Linked DNA regions of Mus musculus: all the other regions are linked to region 2. A link is a contact called in public HiChIP or PLAC-seq and Micro-C data. All regions are on one chromosome and are shown on one strand. Each heading gives the region's core, a stretch centred on a gene start, on an enhancer-like site or on the middle of the called end of the contact. The rest is flanking DNA. Distances are from core to core; before and after follow the strand shown.

Evidence for each region. A called contact is a pair of places that touch in the nucleus more often than the background predicts. HiChIP or PLAC-seq counts read pairs in DNA pulled down with a chosen protein or histone mark.
Region 1: a contact with region 2 is called in an H3K4me3 HiChIP or PLAC-seq map of stem cell-derived neural progenitor cells, with 18 read pairs. The contact joins the enhancer-like site here to the promoter of Kcnj4 in region 2. A contact is called at or near these places in 1 of 39 promoter capture datasets (the C10 cell line), 1 of 484 Hi-C or Micro-C datasets (bone marrow-derived macrophages), 7 of 115 datasets of contacts at active chromatin or transcription factors (acute myeloid leukemia, bone marrow-derived macrophages, embryonic basal ganglia and 4 more) and 1 of 9 other capture datasets (liver).
Region 3: a Micro-C map of embryonic stem cells shows a contact between it and region 2, with 1.6 times the contacts expected there. The contact joins the promoter of Nptxr here to the promoter of Kcnj4 in region 2. A contact is called at or near these places in 4 of 39 promoter capture datasets (fetal liver, hematopoietic stem and progenitor cells, liver and 1 more) and 4 of 484 Hi-C or Micro-C datasets (the AML12 cell line, the G1E-ER4 cell line and embryonic stem cells).

Annotation. Positions count from the first base shown.
Region 1 is chr15:79,191,569-79,195,071 of GRCm38.p6, forward strand. All of the region lies in intron 2 of Gm10863 (predicted gene 10863), which reads left to right. Among named protein-coding and RNA genes, the nearest start is that of Gm10863, 27 kb to the left of the region's middle. RefSeq lists an enhancer at 1,257-2,076. Within about 2 kb of position 1,668, at least 103 of the 459 cell types and tissues checked have an H3K27ac peak or open chromatin away from gene starts, as enhancers often do. A contact at or near this core is called in embryonic basal ganglia and stem cell-derived neural progenitor cells, where this site is marked.
Region 2 is chr15:79,503,632-79,506,939 of GRCm38.p6, forward strand. Kcnj4 (potassium inwardly-rectifying channel, subfamily J, member 4) reads right to left here and starts at 1,610. Exons shown (of 2, transcript NM_008427.5): 1 at 1,565-1,610.
Region 3 is chr15:79,803,052-79,806,402 of GRCm38.p6, forward strand. Nptxr (neuronal pentraxin receptor) reads right to left here and starts at 1,658. Exons shown (of 5, transcript NM_030689.4): 1 at 924-1,658. The coding sequence starts at 1,532. The region is part of intron 5 of Npcd (neuronal pentraxin chromo domain); the gene reads right to left.

The DNA of each region.
Region 1 (3,503 bases), core at 418-2,917, 310 kb before region 2:
TTTATTTATATGTATGTGTGTGGGTCTGCCACATGGGTGCAGTGCCCACCGAGGCCAGAAGAGGGAGTCAGACCCCCTGGAAATGAAACTAGAGGGGTCTGTGAACTGCCCAATAGGGTGCTGGGAACCAACTCAGATCTTCTGCAAGAACAGCACATGCTGTAAACTGCTGAGCTGCCTCTCCAGTCCAGTAATACTATTTTAAATGCTTAAAACCTTAATTTCTCAATGTTGACAGCATATAGAAACAAAAATGACTTTTGTATACTGACCTTGCTAAGCTATTAATTATACGTTTTCTATAAGTCGTGTGTCTAGACTTTTCCATATAACTATCTGTGAACGGTGTCTCTTTTCTTTCTGTTTTCCTGCCCCTTACTTCACTTCCTCGCCTTGCTACACTGGCTCCGCCTTTAGTGCCTAATGGAAGTGACGGCAGCTGTCCTATGGTGTGGTGAAGGTAGAGATCGCAGAATTACCAAAGGGTTGGGGTTCAGTGGTGGCGGCGGTGGGGAGGGTGAGCTGTATAGGAGATGGAGGGGTGTCACAGGATTGTTAACAGGCCTCTTCTCAGCACAGGCAGAAAGAGACTGACCAGGTGTCCCTTCTGTACTTTATGGAGGGGGCTAAGAGGCCTTTATAGATATTTTCCCTAAAGTCTGCTTGGGCCTCTGCCTGAAAGCAGTTCTCAGCCCTCCTCTTTTCCTCAATTCCAGATGCCTTCCCAAAGCCATTGAGTCAGGGACAAGGGTTCCAACTGGCTGGGTTGCCGACAGGTCAACTGTGTGGTGTTAGGGGAGTCTCAGCTCAGGTATCTGTCTGTGAGGGATGTGAGGAAGGCAGGGTGCCACCACCCACTGAACATCACAAGCCTTGTTTGTGGCCACTCGGTGGCCACTGTGGTGGCTACTAGAACCCCTGTCTTGCTAACTGTGGAGACCTCTCCAGTCCCTGAGGCCCGGAAGCGGGAGGCACTGGGAACTGGCTGCTGTTCCCTGACTCCTGCCACCTCTGCTCTGGCACCACCTGTCTTGGAACCCTGCCCTGCCACCCTCCCTACTCCCTGCCCAGTGGCAGCAGTGCCAGGGCCCCTTCCCTGGGTTTCCGCTCATGCATAACCCATCTCCTCCCAGATTAAGGGACTCTATCTCACTCCTCCTGAAGAGGGACTCAGTCAGTACAGAGGTGCACCCACTGTCGCTGCCAAATGCACAGTGGGATGATAACATCGGGTGCCATCTTGTCAACCCAACATGGGGTCACTAAGAAGACCTCCTCCAACAAGACTGTCACTTGGGAAAGGATGAAGCCTGGCCCAAAGGCATCTTGGAGCCCACGCCTCCCTGTATTATACTCTGCCACCAGCCGGCCCCAGGATGCTCCAGGAAGTGCTGTGCATGACACCCGCCCCCAGGCGCCACCTCTTAGAGAAGGGACCATTGTCTCCGAAGGGTTAACGAGGGATGCAAGGAAGGGGCCCTTTAGCCATGATGCCCTCTGACCTTTCATAAATCAGAGAGGGGCTGGGGGCGAGGGGCTGCTTGGCAGGACTTGGTGGGGTGGGGACTTAGAAGCAGCTGCGCGCGACGTTGACATTGTTCCCACCATTCTGAGTGCAACAAATCCCTCTATTGTGTTCCTGGTTTATCTGGTTCCTCTTGTTTATGAGCAGGGCTCCTTTGGCAGTGGTTCCAGCCCTGGGCGGGTGGAAAGAGTGCTGGCACGCACTGAGGGGGGAGGGGCGGGAGGGGGCGCTGTCAATGCCCGCATTGTCCCCCCGCGCTTTTTTGTTTCTACTGTAATGACATGTTGAGAGAAAGAGAGAGAGAGAGAGAGAGAGAGAGAGAGAGAGAGAGAGAAAGTGAGTTGGCTGGGGAGAGAAAAGCACAGCAAAGAAAGCCAGCCGAGCAAGAGCTCTGGTGTGGATGTGTGGATTGATATCTGGGCCTGGGCGGATGTGCTGGCAGCTGGGCGGCAGGGCTGCATGGAGCCAGGGAAGGGTGCCTGGGGGGCATGGGGCTTGAGGGGTCAGCCAGACGCCCCCCCCCAGACACCCTAGCCTCTGCTGCCTGGCACCAGGTCCCCCCACCATCCTCTGGTCCTCCCGAGGCAGCTGGAGTGGAGCTAGTGCCAGGGTTAGGGTCTGCATTCCGATGTGGCCCTGCCAGGCAGTGCTGCCTGGGCAGCTGGCTTCGCCTCTCATTTCTCTGTGTCTGAGGTCTGCGGGATGGGCAGTGCTAGGGGGCGAGAGACTGCCTGGCCTTCTGGAAATGGAAGGGTGTCCTCCCTCGTCCTGGGGCTGTAGTTCTGAGCCCAGGCAGAGGCAGAAACACATGCTAGAACAGAGCCCCAAACTGCCCCCAGAATGACAATACTAAATGCCAGTTTGGCTCTGGGGGCCTTGTCTCCCGCCTGAGCCTTGGATGGATGTGAGGGGAGGGGAAAGAGAGGAGCCTGAACATGAGAGGCTGAGCCATGAGCTTCTAGGTGGCTCCCGAGGTCACCTTTCCTCAGGTGTCAAGCTCCAGCCTGGGCTTATGCAGCTGTGTGAGTTCACCGTCTCTGAAGGAGATGTGAAGCCCTTGGACCTCTCTGAGCTGGAGGGACCTCCAAGGCTATGGGCCAGTGCGTGTGGCCTTCTCTGTAACCCCAGCCAGGAAGTCACCTGCCCGTGCTGGCTTATCTCCATGGCACAGTGAACACTCGTCACGTAGCTAGCTCTGTCTTTGGTCGGAAGACTTTGGGGGAAGTTCTTTTCCACCTCTGCCTCAAGAACCACACAGAACAAGTCAAGGCTCTCTGAGTCTCCAACTCTTCCAACTTGTAAAGTGTGGACAGCTGTGCCCACTGTCGTTCCAAGGCCGTATGTGGATCTGTGGAAAGTTCAAGATCCCCTACGATCCTGAGCTAGGAGCTTGCTGTCTTGGGGATAGTTGAGCTCTTTCACAGGGGGAGGGATACATCACACACCTGTTTTGTGTGATGCTGGAGGTAGAACCTGCTGAGGGTTAGGGTAAAATCCATATGTAGCCAGGAAGAGGACTCAGGGCTCAGACTGTGGCTAATCAGGGCTTAGCCTAGGATCAGGATCAGGGCTTAGTCAATAGTTAGGATCATGGCTTAGGGTATAGCTAGGGTCAGTGGTCAGTCTGTAGCTGGAGGGAAAATCCATTGTAGGAAAGAGTAAGGGTCCTCTCAAGATTCAGGCTTGGATCAGGCTAAGGGTCCTGTCCAGGACCAGGATCAGGGCAGTGCAGGGTATGGAAAAAGGCTCAGTTGATAGATTCTGTCAGAGACAGTGAGTATTTGATCTAGAGTTAGGATGATGGTTCAGGCTAGGCTCGAGGCTCAGTCTATGACCAAGGGAAGTGTTCTTTTTTGATTCAGGATTAGGGTTCATGTCTGTCACCAAGATCAAGGCTGGTAAGTGTTCATTTTGGGTTTAAGGTCAGGCTGGAGGCTGGGGTCAGGGTCAGGGTCAGGGTCAGGCTGGGGTAAAGGCC
Region 2 (3,308 bases), core at 360-2,859:
GAGAAGTCAAGCTAACTGCCCAAGGTCACCCCAGTGGGAGCCCGCGGACATTTCTGTCTGGCCAGTCACCTCTATTTTTTTTCCCCTAGGAAGATGTTTCTTTAAGCGTAACATTAGGTACAGCGCCCAAGTCCCAGGTCCCCCCACTTATGCCTAGACACCTCCATTACTGTCAGTCTGCATTTCCAGCCATATTCTTGCCACTGGTAACTACTTATTTTCCCTCAAAGTAAACTGAGTTCTTACCCCCACCCCCATCTGCCCACCCCTCTCTTCAGCCTACCAAGAGTCTTCTGCTCACAGAGCTCAAAGGCCCTGCATTGGAGGTCAGTGGGGCAGGTCTGGTGTCCCCATTCCACAGATGTGCTGGCAGAGGCTCAAGGAGCATAACTTGCCCAGTGTCTCAACTAGCTGGTCTCATTTCTGAAGCCTGGACCAAGGGATATACGAGCCTTGATGCCCAGTATGGAAAACTTCAGAAAGAGACCCTTCTTCCATAGGAGGGCAGAGCAGAATGTTCCAGGCTCAGTCCTCCCGCTCCACTTGCCCTAACTGTCCTGTTTCTCCACTTGCTCCCCTCAGAAGCCAAGTCAAGGCTACACATGGCTCTGGACTCCTAGCAGTCCTGCAAGGTGCAGGGATGGATGGGAGTGGGGGTGGAGTGAATATTGGATCCCTGGATCCAGCCCTTCTCTGTCCAGGGCTAGACACCTCGTCTGGTCCCTAGGTCCTTCAGCCTACTACTTGGAGCTCTCCCCCTCTTGAGGCCCTCCCTGTTAGGGCAGCCCAGCCACCCTGTGTGGTGCCTAGAGGGCACTGCTGCCTGCCAAGCTGGTCTACAGCTCCCTGCCCTGAAGTCTGAGTCCCCTTGCATAGTTTGTGGGGGAGGGGGGGGCAGTAGTAGGCTGACCTGGTTAGTGGGCATTCTGCAGGTGGTGGTGAAGTTCTCCTTGCTTAGAGCCCACGGCATGACTCTTTGCTGTTTCCCCTTTGCAGAAGAAAAAGCATCTTTGCCCCTCTCTCTACAGCCTTAGTTTCCACCACTCTAATCCCCGAAATGCTCCATTTACTGTTACCTCATTCCTTCAGCTACTACCGGCTCACCTACCCTGGGGTTATCTGGCACAAGGCAGGTGCTTAACACAGCAGAAGGGAGATTTCTGTCATACTCCGAACCATTCACGGAGACTGCAGGTGGGTGGTGGGAAGCTGAGACGCCCCCTTCCCACCTTGCTGCAAGTCACCTGCCTCGCAGCTCCTGGCATGGAGGTGGGCGGGGGCAGAGAAGGGCCGTCGCCAGGGCAGGAGGTCAAATCTCTGTCATCCATCTCCCTTCTATTGCCAGCCACAACCCACAGGAGACGCTCTGATGGCCAAATAAACGGAGCGCGCCAGCTTGGGGGAAGTCACAGGTCCACACTGGGACCCTTCAGGAATCGGGTCTGATGGATAAGTGCAGGACGGGTATGGCCAGAGCGGCAGGACAAACAACTCTCTGAGCTAGACAGACATTGGGACGGACAGACGGACGAAGAGTACTCGCGATGGACGAGCCCGAGCTTACCCCGGGGCGTAAGGTCCGAGGAGGGTCTGGGCGGCGAGTGTCCGCTACATCCCCCGGCGCAGTCCGGCGGGCGGAGTCCGGGGCGCCGGGCTTGGGACGCGGGCGCCGCCTGCCCGCGATGTCGCCACTGACCCAGGCGGCCTCTGTGGGTCTCGGGGTCTCCGCGCTGTCCCGCGCCGCTCCCTGCGTAACTTTCAGCGTTGCCCCGCGTCAAGAGCTGGGCGCCGCCCGGGCGGCAGCATCGTGGAGCCCGGGCTCGGGTCGAGGGGTCCAGGGGCCCAAGGCGCCCCACTGCCCGCTGTTACCCACAGCCCCACGACCCTCTCGTTGTTCAGTTCTGGGGTCTCCTGGCTCTGTGGCCACCTCGCGCCTGCCACAAGGTCCCCGCCGCTGTGCCCCGGTGCCGCCTCTCCTCCCGCGGGGCCGTGGCACCTGGTCGCCGCGCTCCGGCCCCTGCCCGGGCTCAGCCTCGCCCCGCGCCGCCTCCTCGGCCGGCTGTGTCCTTCTCTGTCTGCGTCCCTCCCACTCCCGCCGCCGCCCCCTCCGTCTGGGACCCGGTCCCCGCCGCGTCCCCGGCTCGCCCGGGAGCCTGAGCTCCCGCCGCCCGCGGCGCGCCGAGAACTCCCAACTCGCAGCACGCGCCCCGCTTCGGAGACTTTCGCCCCTCCTCACACGTGACCCGCGCCCCGCTGCGGAGGCAGCGCGCCCCGGCTGCCAGCCCCAGGCGGACCCCACCCCGGCCCTCCTGGTGCGTCTGACCCACGCGGGCAGGCCACTAGCGCCCGGGACCCAGGACTCCAGCAGGAGTCGGGGGTCGGGGACGGGGGGGGGGGGGGGGGGAAGGCTGCGCCGTCCGGTTCTCGCGCGGATCCTGCCCGGGTTTTCCTCCTCGCCCCGCCGCACTCCTACTGGAGGATCCGTTCCAAGGAGGATCCACTCCCGGATTTGCGAGGCCCCTGGGGACAGGTGGGGAGGGTTCTCCGAGCCCAGAGGAGGGTAGGTGGGAACCAGTCCTGTGGGGGTCCCGGTGGCCCTGACCCTCTCCTGGGTGGTCTGCATCCTCTCCCGAAGCTCTAGCAGCTAAGGGCCCTAAGCACCCCCACTTCAGGAGACAGAGGTCGTTCTTTTGGAAGAACCCTAATAGTGGCACAGTCTATCAGTAAGGCTTCAGTTCACAAAGGAGAAACTGAGGACCCACAGACGTCCAAAAGTTCGCAAAAGGCCACCCAGTGGAGTGGAAGTCAACAAACCCTAGTCCCTGTTTTCTTCTCATCTTACTAATCTGTCTTTCCTTTTTTATTTATGTCTATGTGTGCAGATGCCTGTGTGTGTCCGTATGTGCACCATGCATGTACAGATGCCCATGTGCGTGCATGTGTGCTACATGTGGGCAGGAGCCTGTGAAAGCCAGAAGAAGTTGTCAGGTTCCGTGCAACTAGAATTATAGGCAGCTGTGAAGTGACATGTGGGCGCTGGGAACTGAACTTGGGTACTCTGCCAGAGCAGCAAACCTCTTAAAGATGGAGGCATCTCACCAGCACTATAAGAGAAGGTCCAGACCTTCCTCCCCCAATCCCCCAGAGAGCTCAGGTCTGGGTCCCACACTCTTGGAAGCACCTCCCAGTTCCTGCCGAGCCAGCCACGTTCCTGAGCGTTTGTCACCTAGCCTTCTAAGGAAGCAGGTGAGGAAAGCCCTTCTCTGTGGCCATAGGAGTCTAGAAGACCTGCAAGCAGAGAGCCTCTG
Region 3 (3,351 bases), core at 408-2,907, 300 kb after region 2:
GGTGGGGGTTCAAGCAGCTGACTTCATGGTGGTCTGCTGGGATGGAGCCTACAACCTTCCCACAGGTATCTCCTCAGCTTGAACTTGGAGCCCTATACATGCTCTCTCTGCCCATTTAATTTGTCCATGCTTTCACTTCACCCTTGCCTTGCCCAGCTACAGCCTGGGGGAGGAGGCTGGGGCCACAGCATCAGCCCTATCTCGCCCCTCCTTCGAGGATTTATTCCGTGTCTGGAAATCAGTCCATGTCTGGGAATGGCCAAGGCTTTCCTGTCTGTTTGTCCTGCTCAATCTATCTTATCTATTTGTCCCCAGACTGGGAATTTGTAACAGAGAGGAAAGGGACCATAGGCATAATCAGTCAATGCCTTAGCATCACACACAAACCCGAGAAGGGTCCCTACTCCCCGGGGACTCCTTGTATCTGACCTGGAAAAGGAGGCGGAGGGAGCTAAGTACACCCCTATTGAGGAGTCATCCGCTGATTTACCCCAAGAGTTCAGAGCTTCAGGTACATAAAGCTGGGCGTGGCCCGGGGATGAGAGGTGATGCAGGCGTGCAGGTTGGTGCTAATGAGGCACTCTTGGGCTTGCCAAGACAGCTAACGGTACTCCTAAAGGTAGTGAGTACGGGGTGGGAGCTGCTCTAGGTTCCCGAGGAGAGCATCTAAGGAGACCATGTGCCAAACATCCCCACACCTGCATCTCAATCAATTTTCACTACAAGTGGACGCCGTTCTCCCATTCTCGTGCCCCGATCACCGTGCCAGGTTCCCACCGGCGATTCGGACCAGAACACTTCCATGGTGCCTGCCAGGGGCATGCTTCAGGTGACCCGACCGCAGCTCCAGGGACCCGGGACCCCCGCGCCGCAGGCTGAGCAGGGCCCCTCCACCCCGTGTCCCCCGACGGCGCACCACTCACCTCGATGCGCTCGATGCGGTCTCGCAGCGCGCGCACCGCGTCCTCCAGCTCCAGCAGCAGCGCAGGTGAGTCCCAGGCGCCGTCGGCCATGGTGTCGCGGCGGGGCCCGGCGTCCTGGAGGCCGCGCGGCAGGCCGCTCTCACAGCGGCCCAGCTTGCCGGTGAGCTCGCGGATGGTGTCCCGGTCTGCGCGGATGCGCGCCTCCTGCTGCAGCGCCGTCTGGCGCAGCTGCTCCGCGGTGCTCTGCAGCAGCAACAGCTCTGCGCGCTCGCCTGCCGCGTCCCCCTGCTCGGCCCCCGACGGGCAGGCGGCGGCCAGCGGCGTACAGAGGAAGCGACTGAGCAGCGGCACGGGCGGCGGCGGGAAGACGCTGGCCGCGGGCTCCCCGGGCAACACCGAGGGCCCGGCCGAGCCGCCTGCGCTGTGCAGGGCGCTCAGGCTGCGCTGCGGACCCGAGCCACCGGCGGCCGAGGCGGCCGAGGCGTTGTCGGTGCCGCCGGGCAGCGCGCGAGCGGGGCTGGCCGCCAGGGGCACGCTGGCGATGATGCAGATGACGGCACCGAGGAACGCCAGCATGCCCGCGGCCAGCAGCACGGCCAGGAACTTCAGCGTGAGGCGCGGAGGGGGCGCGCGAGGCCCCCGGCAGGCGCGGCGGCGGGGGTCGGGGCGCAGGGCCCGGGAGCGCGGGAGCCGGAACGGGAGCCGGAGTGGGAGCCGGAGCTGTCGCCGCGGCCGCTACTGCCGCCGCTCTGAGCCCGCGCGGCGGGAGGAGGAGGAGAAGGCGGGCGCGGCGGCCCCGCCCCACTCGCTCCCCCGGGGCCGGCCGAAGCCCAGCCCCGCACCCGTTCCGTGCCGGGAGCCCGACTGCGTGCGCCACGCCCAGGGCTTCATCTCACTCAGAAGGAGGTGACTGGATGGCTACGTGGCGGCTGGGTTCTAAGGCGACCCTGCGTCCTGGCCTCTGGTCCTCTCCGGGTCCTCCCGCCCCCCGGAATGCCCATAGCTGTGTCCCTGCGGGGCTCTGGCCTCAGCACGCTGCAGCCTCGGTTGCAGTTAACACCAGTCTGAACACGTTCAAGATACAAATGAGGAAACTGAGGGCCCTGGGCTCAGCGTGATGCCGGCTCCGTTGTAGTTAAGCCTCAGCCTGAACATGCTCCTGATAACAAAGAGGAAACTGAGACCCTCTGAAACTGAGGCCAAGTGGCAGCCCAAGGTCACAGCTAGAATGCATTTGAAGCAGCATTGAGGTGAGCCACATCTGCCTGGACAGGACTACTAAGGTGAAAGCTAGCGATCAAAGAGACAGCAGTCGAGGGTGAGGAGGCCTAATCTGTTTCTGCTGTGGTCACCTGAGTGTCACCTGCTACCTCCTCTTTCCAGAAGAGCAGGTTCGCTCTGCTCCAAGCACCCCATCTGAGCCCTTAGGTCTGCAAGCATCAAAGTTGCCAGAGGATAATCCCCTAGCTCGCTGCAGCCTCTGTCAGAATGGCAGGTGGGATGCAAGCTGGTGGGCGCCAAGACCAGGCAGGAGTGGGCTATGTGTGTAGGTTTTACTTTATCGTGCCTAAAATGCCTCTATATATATTCTGTTGAAAATTAACTTTGCAATGAAAAACGTTAAAAATCTTCCCACCCTTTCCAGTCCGGCTTCAGCCCTGCTGTTCTGCAGGCTGTCTCTGCCTGGGATGGATTCCTGAGCTGGAAGAACCCCTGGAGGCCATGAAGGTTCACGCTGCAGCCTGGTAATGGCTCACTAAGTCCTGAGCCAAGTCTTGACCATCTCAAAAGTCTCTGACTCCCCACAGCTACCAACGTGGACATGACTGGGGACCAGGACCTTTCTGAGGAGGCAGCAACCTCCAGAATCCTGGGGGACCTTGCCTGGTCACTGGCACCCCATTGGAGGTCCATGAGCATCCGTTCTGACTCCCTTCATTTTCCAGGCTGGGGGTTATGTCACCTCTGCTCACCCACACCCTAGAGTCAGGGATTGTTGTCCAGATATGCTAGTGAGAGGCACAATGCGGGCTCTGCTCATCATGAGCACCCAGAGCTGCGTTGATGACAATTAATAACCTGAGACCCCAGCCCAGGCAGCACGGCTCAGAGGAAGCATCCACAACTGGAGATCTAGCCTCAGATCTTTGGAGGCAATGACAGGCATTGGGCCCCCTACAGCCTTAGGGGTAGAGACGATATCAGCACCCCAGCTGATTCTAGTATGTCCATGAAGACAGACACGCAGACAAAAATCCCGATGGAAAATGTTCTTCAAGGGCCAGGAATGCCAGGAGAGGCCAAGAGGAAGTCACTCCCAGTAGCAGAACAGTCAAAGGTAATTTGAGTGTCGTCAGCCACCCTGGGAGTTCCGAGGCAGCTGAGTGGACAAGTGCAGGGGCTGGAGGTGGATCTTGTTTAAACTAGT